Regions from separate parts of the Pan troglodytes genome. Here region 1 is linked to region 2. A link is a contact called in public Hi-C data. All regions are on one chromosome and are shown on one strand. Each heading gives the region's core, a stretch centred on a gene start, on an enhancer-like site or on the middle of the called end of the contact. The rest is flanking DNA. Distances are from core to core; before and after follow the strand shown.

Region 1 (4,731 bases), core at 448-2,947, 150 kb after region 2:
ACTGGAGAAGACGAGGAGGTCAAGGATCAGGGAACTAAACGTTATGTGAATTCACCAGCAAGATGTACAGAACGCTTGCGTTTACATTGTTTTTATGGAACTGGCAGAATAAAACTGATCTATTTTAAAAATGAAAAAAAAAAAAAAAAAGAAAGAAAACACAGTTGCCACTACTTGAGAGGTGGAAGGAGGAGCAGTGTCCCAGGGCAAAGTTGGGTTTCCTTAAGTAAAAAGGTGAAGGGAACCTGAAGGGAAATTCTGAGAAGAGGTTGAGCTTACAGGGAATATTATTTGCATAAATAAATAGATGGTGTGGTAGACTCTAAAGAGGCCCCATATGATTCCCACCTCCTGGTGTTCAAGCTTTTGTGTGTTTCCTTCCCCTTCAGTGTAGGTGGCGCCTGTGATTTGCTTCTGGCCAGCAATGTATGGCAAAGGTGACAGAGTATGAGTGATACTGTGTATGTGATGATGTTACATAAGATTGAAACCAGTGTCTTGCTGAGACTCTTCCCGTTGCTGGCTTCGAAGAGGCAAGCTGCCATATTGTTAGCTTCCCTATGGAGAGCACCACATGGCAAGGAACAGAGGGGGTCTCCAGCCAACAGCCTGCAAGGGACTAAGGCCCTCAGTCCTGTAGCCTGCAAGGAACTGAATGGTGCCAACAACCACATGAACTTGGAAGCAGATCCTTTGTTCCAGCCTCACTTTGTAGAGGACCCAGCTAAGCCATGCCTGGAATCCTGACTCAGAGAATCTGTAAGATCATAAATGTTTGTTGTTTTAAGCTTCTATATTTGTGGTGAGATTGTTATACAGCAATAGGTAACTAATACAGACGGAACAGAAGAAGTTTAGTTATAACAATGTCTCAATTTCTTAAAAACTTCTTCTGAGGTATATTACCTAAGATTCACATATTGATCTGTTACCAAATCATGTTTTGTAATCTATCAGCTGACAGATCTTCCTTCAGTTTTGTTGACAGAAAAGATTTGAAAACTATCTGACTTGAAAAATAATTTAATATCCATTCACTAAGGTCATTTACTTTCTCAGCATAGATACCGATTTTTGAATTGTCCCTTTTGGATTGCTGGGGAGGTTCTGCATTGATCCCATGCACCTTAGTAGTGGGTGAGAATTTTGACTTTCTTTTGTAAGGTGGGAGGACAGTTTTGAAAGGGGATGCTGTGTCCTCAGCTCCTTTCTCAAGCTGGGCAATTTTAGAAAATAGAATATATAGCAATGGAAGATGTGGAAATGAATTCCCTTAAAACTGGTCTCCATAAACCCCAGGGGTAAGAGAACACCAGTTTGGAGCTTTAGGGGCTTTCTGGTAAAAGAGGGAATGGCCCAGGCGGTGATGTGGAGGATAGAATGAAGCACTGAGTATGAGTGGTGAAGGCGTACGGTGGGTGTAGAGATTTTCTGGGCGACGTGACCTAAGAAATGACTTTAGAACTGGCTAATCATTGGTTTTGGAGGGACTAAAAGTAGTTCCCAAGTAGTTCCTGGTTGGTGAAAATAAATCATTAATGCGTTTTAAATGAAAAAGAAATGCATGCGTCTTGTAAAAAATGTGAAATAAAAGAGGCATAAAGTCAAAAGCAGAGCCTATGCCTTCCCCCACCAAACAAACAGGTAACCTAGTTAACAGGTGTGTCGTAGGATTCGAAGTTCCCCTCCAGCTCCGAGAGTGCGCCTACATCTCTTCCAACAAAATCCACTCACACTTGCAACGCCTGGCAAGGCTCTTCAATATGTGATTCCTTGACTGTCCTGTGCGTCTCTCGAGTGTAAACACCTCTGGGGCTCGTGATTCGGGGCTGCCAGAAAGAGAAGGAAGGTGCCGCCAGCGTCTGTTTCTTCCCGAAGTGAACTCCTACAACCTAGCCACCTTCTCCCCAGAGCTGTCGACTGGCTGTTGAAGGCCAATTTTTGTGCCTACGCAGGTCCTCAACACAGAACAAAACAAAAAAACAACAAAGGCCGGGCTAATAGCTATTTATAAACACTTACTGGACGCCCACTCTACGCCGAGCTCTCCCGCGCTCCTTGGGTACTTTTTTGCAACCAGATGCCAATTTCCCTGGCGACCACTCCCTCAAACAGGCCTTCGCCTCCGCCCGCGCTGAGGCCCAGGCCCAGGCCCAGGCCCAGGCCCAGGTCCAGATTCAGAGCCGCCCGCCGGCTGGCGCTGCCCTGTAGGCGCCTGCGCAGAGCGACCCTCCCCGTCACTCGGGGCGGGAGGCGGGGGCAGCCGGGAGAAAGGAAAGCTGCGGGGGAAAAGGGCCAAACCCTGAAATTACCCGGATGTGGTCCCCGCGCGCGCATGCTCAGTGGCCTCTCGACAAGTTGGCAGCAACAACACGGCCCTGGTCGTCGTCGCCGCTGCGGTAACGGAGCGGTTTGGGTGGCGGAGCCTGCGTTCGCGCCCTCCCGCTCTCCTCGGGAGGCCCTTCCTGCTCTCCCCTAGGCTCCGCGGCCGCCCAGGGGGTGGGAGCGGGTGAGGGGAGCCAGGCGCCCAGCGAGAGAGGCCCCCCGCCGCAGGGCGGCCCGGGAGCTCGAGGCGGTCCGGCCCGCGCGGGCAGCGGCGCGGCGCTGAGGAGGGGCGGCCTGGCCGAGACGCCTCGGGGCGGGGGCCGAGGAGCTCTCCGGGCCGCCGGGGAAAGCTACGGGCCCGGTGCGTCCGCGGACCAGCAGCGGCGGGAGAGCGGACTCCCCTCGCCACCGCCAGAGCCCAGGTAACCGCGCCATGTCCCCTCCCCTTCCCCCGGCCGGGCCCGCGCACCCCGCCCGCGGCTTCCCCGCCCCGGGGCGGGCTCCCGACGACGGCGGCGGCGGCGGCGGCGGCGGGGAGCGCGCGGAATCCTCTGGGAGGGCGACCGCGGCCGCCTTACGAGCCGGGCCGGGCGGGCCGGTTGAATGCCGGGCGGCGGTGCCTCGCGTCCCTCCGGCCCCCAGCTCCGCTTGCAGCTCGTGGGAGAATCAAGTTAAACTCGGACGGGACTCCTGCCGCGGCCGCCGCTCCTCTTTGTTGTTCTCAGTAGTTTCACGGTCGCCCCGGCTGAGCGCGTTGGGTCGGCTGGAATGTGTTGCCTTAGGGTCTAAGTGAAAGTTGTAAATTGTTTGTCTAAATTTATTTTCTCCAGCCAATTTCTGTTTTGTCTTTGTCCCCTACTTTCTCTTCCTAGTCTTGTCATGCCAGTTTACGCTTCTGGCTTTGATATGTTTACTTTTTGAGTACTGAGAGTGACAGTGGTATGCAGGACACATGCTTAGCACCTAACTGAATCCCTCCTTGCCCCCAATAAAACATGCTTCCTAATAAAAGACACAGCTGATCTTACTGTTAGCACTGCATGTACTGACAGTGAAATTGGTGTAGGGTGGAGGGCGGTGGCTCCATCACTTGTCCCAAACTGCTGTTAGGATTTCTCAAACTAGATTTTCAAAGACACAAGTGTGTTCAGTTAACCTGAAAGGTTTATTTGCTGGTGCAGAGGCTTTAAAAAGCCCTGTTGAAGATTGATAGCTGTTTCCCTTCAAAAACCTAAGTACGTTTGTTTTTATTTAAAAAAACACATTTATTTCCAAATTAGTTTCTTAATGCATTTAGTTTTTGCACCGTAGTTTAAGGTGGAATTGCCAGTTATTTAGGAATAATAAACACAACAGGATAATAGCGGAATTACCCTGAATTGACTTTCTGCAAACATATAATCTTAGCTAATTTTTGTTAGTAACCTTTGACTTTTGCCAGAATTAGCATCCTTCTAGTCTTAGTAGCAGCTTGGTTACTCGGGTGTTTTAAGAAGTGGGTTCACTCCTTTTTGCTGGCAAAAACCATTTAGTATAAAAAAAAAAAAGATGCGTAATTTCGTAATTATATTTAGAACATGGCATTTGAATAATTTTTATGGTGGATTTCATAAATTACTTTTGCCATACCCTGCAGAGACTAGATAATATATATTTCAGTTGAAATCTAGGAAGTTCTAAAATGTAACTTTTTTCTAATGCTAAGGACTTTCTCTATATTGGAAAGTTCTGATATGATTAGTACATAATATTCCAAACTGTAAAATGATTAACATTTAAAAATACGGTTTTTAAAATTAGTGTTTCTTCCATAATGCTGTCATGATTTTGTTTACTTAAATGGGTTTGTTACAGAACAAATGTAATAGAGATGGACCAAGCATTTGTAATTTGGAGTAGCTTTAGGTCTAAAGACGATGGTGAATTATGTAGGTTTAAGTTGTTGGAATTAAAACTAAAAGCTTCTTTTGATAAAAGTCGTTATAACATTTTGTGACTCTATTAATAGAAGTGGCTTTTTCTTTGCTTTCCAGGTTTTTGGGCGAGTTTTAAAGAAGTATTGCATCTTCGTTTTTTTTATTTTTGAAGTGGGAGTGTATGTTTCTGTTTAGGTCACTGCCTTCATTGTAAATCTTGAGTTTAGAAGAAACCACACTGCAAATCTGTTTTTCAGACTTAATGAAAATTTGTGCCGAGAAAGTCACTTTGAAATATTTTGGAATAAGTTTTACATGAATGATTGATCTTTTATGATAGCTTTGCTGTTTGAAGCAATTCTCCCTCTACTAGGAAGCAGCAAATCTTACTTTTAAAAACCTGTGCTTCACTTTCTTAAGCTACATTTTAGTCGAGCGATTGTGTGTGGATTCTTTTTCTGTATTCCCCTTCAGTTTTTCTTTCTCCCCG
Region 2 (5,071 bases), core at 1,695-4,194:
CGTCAGCTTCCTTGTATGTGTTTCTAACAGGGTCACCTTAGACCAGCATGATCCAACTGAAATAGAGTGCAAGCCACAAATGGGAATTACGTATATAATTTTAAATTTTCTGTAGCCACATTTAAAAAGTAAGAGAGGTTTAAAAAATAATTTTAATAATATGTTGCATGAACCGAAAATATACAGAATAAAATTAAGATATTTCCATTCTTTACATGTTTTTGCACTGTCTGCAAATCCAATGTATATCTCAACTTAAAATAGCCACATTGCAAGTACTCAATAGCCATATGTCACTATATTGTAAAGGAAAAGGAGCCTGTGACATTGTGATAGAATAGGAATGTATATTTGGTCTCTGCCCTGGTTCCTGAGAAAAAGCTTCTAAATCCCTTGGAATTTCCTGAGTGACAGGGGCATCTTTTGTTCTAATGAGGCAACTCTTGGTGGGCTCCTAGATAGCCTCAGGATGGGGGCTGGTTGCCAGGGGAACCAACCATGTGATTAGAGGATTGGAACTTTTAGCTCCATCCTCTGCCCCCTGACCTCCTGGGAAGGAAGAGGAGATAAGGGTTGAGTTGATCTCCAATGGTCAATGATGTAATCAATCACACCTATGTAAGGAAGCCTCCATAAAACTTCAGAAGGATAGGGTTCAAAGAGCTTCCTGATTGCTGAACACGTGAAGGCATATGGAGGGTGGTAAGCCAAGAGAGGGCATGGAAGCTCCACACCCCTTGCCACATACTGTGCCCCATGCATCTCTTCCATCTGGCTGTTCATCTGTGTCCTTTATGACATCCTTTGTAATGTACGTAAAGTGTTTCCTTGAGTTTTGTGAGCCATCCTAGCAAATTAATATAACCCAGTGACAGGGTAATGGCAACCTGGGACTTGTGACTGGCATCTGAAGTGGGGGACACTCTTGTGAGACTGAGCCCTCAACCTGTGCGATGCGACACTATCTCCTGGTAGATAGCATCAGAATTGAGTTAAATTATAGGACACCCACCAGGTCACAGCTGAAGAACTGGTTGTTGGTGAAGAGCAACCCACACACATTTTGGTGACTAAAGGTGAAGTATTGTGTTCTGTGGTGACTGTGTGTGCACAGTAGCAGAAAAAGTTAGTTCTGTTTTCTTTTTCTTTTCTTTTCTTTTTTTTTTTTTTTTTTTTTGAGACGGAGTCTCGCTCTGTCGCCCAGGCTGGAGTGCAGTGGCGCGATCTCAGCTCACTGCAAGCTCCACCTCCTGGGTTCACGCCATTCTCCTTCCTCAGCCTCCCGAGTAGCTGGGACTACAGGCGCCCGCCACCAAGCCCGGCTAATTTTTTGTATTTTTAGTAGAGACGGGGTTTCACCGAGTTAGCCAGGATGGAATTCTGTTTTCATTAGGAAGTCTTTGACCAATCACTGTAAGTGGCTAAGGGGAAGGAAACTGTTGTCAGAGCAGACCAGAAAACAGCAGTGTCTACCTCCTTGACGGTAGCGGGTATTTAATAAGGAATAAATTGACTTCAATTTAAGCAAAATAAATTCCCTCCATGATAGCTCTCTACAACTTTCAATCTGGGATTATTCGAATGTAGGACAAACTGTCCTTAAATTCTTTAAATTGACAAACAATTGTATATAATTATGGTCGGGCGCGGGTGACTCATGCCTGTAATCCCAGCACTTTGGGAGGCCGAAGCAAGCAGATCACTTGAGGCCAGAAATTCGAGACTAGCCTGGGAAACATGGTGAGAAACCCCGGCTCTACTAAAAACACAAAAATCAGCTAGGCATGGTGGCGGGTGCCTGTAATCCCAGCTACTTGGGAGGCTGAGTCAAAAGAATCGCTTGAACCTGCAAGGCGGAGGTTTTGGTGAGTCAAGATCACGCCACTGCACTCCAGCCTGGGCGACAGAGCAAGACTCCATCTCGAAAGAAAAAAAATGTATATACTTTAATGCAATGGGATACAATGTAATGTTTCAATACATTGTGGAATGATCAAATTAGGCTAATATATCCATCACCTTACATACTTAATTCTTTTTGGTGAGAATATTTTAAATCTACTCTTTCAGCCATTGCGAAATATACATTATGAACTATAGTCACCATGCTGTGCGATATTTCTAAAACTTACTCCTGAAACTTTTTACCCTTTGACCAACATCTCCCCATTCCCCATCTACCCCCCAACACCCCCACAACTGTCTTTCAAAGACAAAGAATTTGACCTCTACTAATGAAGCGTTTATGTAGAAAGACACTGGTAATGTTTAGTTTCCTTCATCCAACCTGCTGCATCTTGTAAGTTCCTGGCAAGCAGAGTTACTTTAGGTCATGCATATTTATAACCTCTCCTTGCCTGCGGTGGTTATTATAGCAACCACACTTCTGGATTATCACCTAACTGGAGTTTCCTCCTCACAGGCCCCACCCTTCAATGTTCAGAGAGGGGCGATTGCCCCAGATTTTATTTAATTGTCAGAGTTTAGGAGGGAGCAATTCACTCTTCCCTACTTCCACTCCATCTTCTCAATCCTACATTTCCATCACTTTTAATTTTATTCTGCCTTGCCTCTTTTTTTATATTTTACATCTTATTTTTGAAATTGTCATTACCATGCCTTGTTTTAAGAGTACACAAGCTCATTATAGTAAAGAGTTTTGGGTGATAACATTTTCTGAAATAAGGGTGAAGAAATATCCTCCCATGTCACAACCGTTGGGAGGGCGGGGGTAGGGATGTTGGAAGGCACGGTCCCTGCTGCTTTCAAGGACAAGACAATTAAGTGTTCCGGTGCTTTTCTGAGGCAGAACATTGAACATCTATTTATGGTGACTGTGACAGTGGAGGTGATTGGTAAATTCACCGCAGGCAAATAACCTTGCCAGTAGCCATGAGGAGTGGCAAAGAATTCTGCAGAAGAGCAAGTCCTTTGCACACAAAACAGCTCGGAAAGTGAAAGCGTCGCTGAAGTGCGGAAGCCTCGCATTTCCTGGGTCCTCTTCCTCCTTCCTTTGCCGTCTCCTGCCCTCCTGTTCTCCCCCTTCCTCTGTGGCTCAGGCAGGACAGACCCCAACTCCCAGCTTCCCTGTTCTCCGCGGGTTCGGAGACTGGGACCCCCGGGCCAGGAGTGCTGGGGGCGCGGTCGGCCAGCCCCGGCTTCCTTCATGGAGCGGCGGAGCTCCACCTCCTTCTCTGCACTGCACTTCTCACATCCTCAGCATCGCGTCCACGAGGCCGCCCGCCCCGCCTCAGAACCGTAACCTCCAGGAGCTGGGTTGAGGAAGGCGCGGAGGACAGGAACCCCGGCGCCGGCAGCTAAGCCTCCAGACGGAGCCCGCCCCTCCGGCCGGTTCCTGCCTCCCATTGGCCCGCGAGCCCGTCCGTCTCCACCGTGGGCCACGCCTTCCCGGCCCCGCGGCTGGCCGGCTCCTCGCGCCCTCCCCTCACCCGGCCGCTCTTCGGGCCGCCTCTGGGTGTGGGGCCGCCCGCGCCAGTGTGAGCCTGAGCTGACGGCAGCTCCGGGAGGCTCGCAGAAGGGGAGGGCCGGGCGGCGCGGGAGCTGAGCATCGCCAGGGCGGGCGGCAGGGCGCGGCCTCTCCGCCGGGTGTACCACCTGTCGCGGCGCGAGACCTCTGGTAAGGCCCGGCGCGGTGGGGCCCGGGCGGGGGTCCGGGAGAGGAGCGGGCGCCGGCCTCCCCTGGCCCGGCCCCGAGAGCCCAGCGCTGCCGCGTCTCCGGCCTCCGCGCGTGCGGCCCCCGCCGTTGCCGGCCTGGAGGTGGGGGCTGGGGGAAGGGAAACGGTCCGCGGAGTCTGGGCTGAGGGCGAGGGACCGGCTACATCGCGGCGACCCAGGTTCCAGCGGCCGCGGCTCTACCCGGCGCGCGATTTCCAGGTTCCTCCGCCCGCTGGTGCCTGGGCGCCCCGCTCTCGCCCGGGAGCGAGGCCCTGGGCCTCCAAACGCCAGCATCTCTTTCTCGCTCTTTCTGCACCCCTCCACAAAAGGACTTCTGTGGCTGGAAACCCTTTGGCAAGTCTATCTCCTTTATTCAGTCGGGCCGAGTTAACGGCAGGAGTTAGGCTGTGTGTGTGGCTCCTCCCTTTAAAAAAAGACTTGCTGCGGGCTGGAGAGTTCTGAGATTGGACCGATTCCGTCTATTATGAAATGCCATCTGTGGACCGGGATTGGCAGGTGTTTCTTTCACGCTGGCGATAACTATCTCTGCATGTGGTGTTACCTAGGTGGTCCTAGGTTTGGACTTTCTTTTTTGGTTCCAGAGATAATTCTAGAAAATTTACGTTGCTTGTGGTGAGAAGCGTGATCAAATTATCACGTGCTTTCTTACAAAACGTTTTATCATCTTCTGTCTGTGGATTTACCTTCCTGATGCTTGTGGCTATCACCTCTAAGCAAAGAGGTGGGCATTGCTATTTCTGTTAGTGTTGCAGTTGATAACGATAACAATAGTAGCATGTATTAATTGCTAGTGACAGGCAGAGCGCTAGTTTCTTCACGGATTATCTCAAAATAACCCTTTGAGGTTGATACTGTTACTGCCTCCAGTTTACAAACCAGGAAACTAAGGTTTAGGTAGGTTAAGTAACTTGCCTAAGACAACAGTTTTAACGTGACAAAGCCTAGATTCAAACTCAAGTGGTCTAACTTCATAGCTGCATCCTCCACCCCCACTCCCTTAAACGTGTATGCTCCTTAAGCATTGCTCATGTTGTTAAGCTAATTGCGATGTTGTACCCATAATTTTGATTTTCAATTTACAAATATTCTGTAAATTAGATGAGAGAAACAGTTGTTTTTAAAAACATACATATAGGCCGTTCGCGGTGGCTCACGCATGTAATTCCAGCACTTCTGGGAGGCCGACGTGGGTGGATCACCTGAGGGCAGCTAATTTTTGTAATTTTAATAGAGACAGGGGTTTCACCATATTGGCCAGGCTGGTCTCGAACTCCTGACCTCAAGTGATCTACCCACCTTGACTTTCCAAAGTGCTGGGATTACAGGCGTTAGCGACCGCGCCTAGCTCCTAATATGACTTTTATCATGCATTAAT

Evidence for each region. Hi-C and Micro-C count contacts between places; a contact is called where the count stands out from the background.
Region 1: a contact with region 2 is called in a Hi-C map of stem cell-derived neural progenitor cells, with 3 times the contacts expected there. The contact joins the promoter of SMAD4 here to the promoter of ME2 in region 2. A contact is called at or near these places in 1 of 7 Hi-C or Micro-C datasets (stem cell-derived neural progenitor cells) and 1 of 1 datasets of contacts at active chromatin or transcription factors (stem cell-derived excitatory neurons).

The regions. Positions count from the first base shown.
Region 1 is chr17:61,088,147-61,092,877 of NHGRI_mPanTro3-v2.0_pri, forward strand. SMAD4 (SMAD family member 4) reads left to right here and starts at 1,698. Exons shown (of 13, transcript XM_054671788.2): 1 at 1,698-1,849. LOC107969495 (a long non-coding RNA gene) reads right to left here and starts at 2,131. Exons shown (of 3, transcript XR_008540634.2): 1 at 2,023-2,131.
Region 2 is chr17:60,935,615-60,940,685 of NHGRI_mPanTro3-v2.0_pri, forward strand. ME2 (malic enzyme 2) reads left to right here and starts at 2,945. Exons shown (of 16, transcript XM_024350844.3): 1 at 2,945-3,637.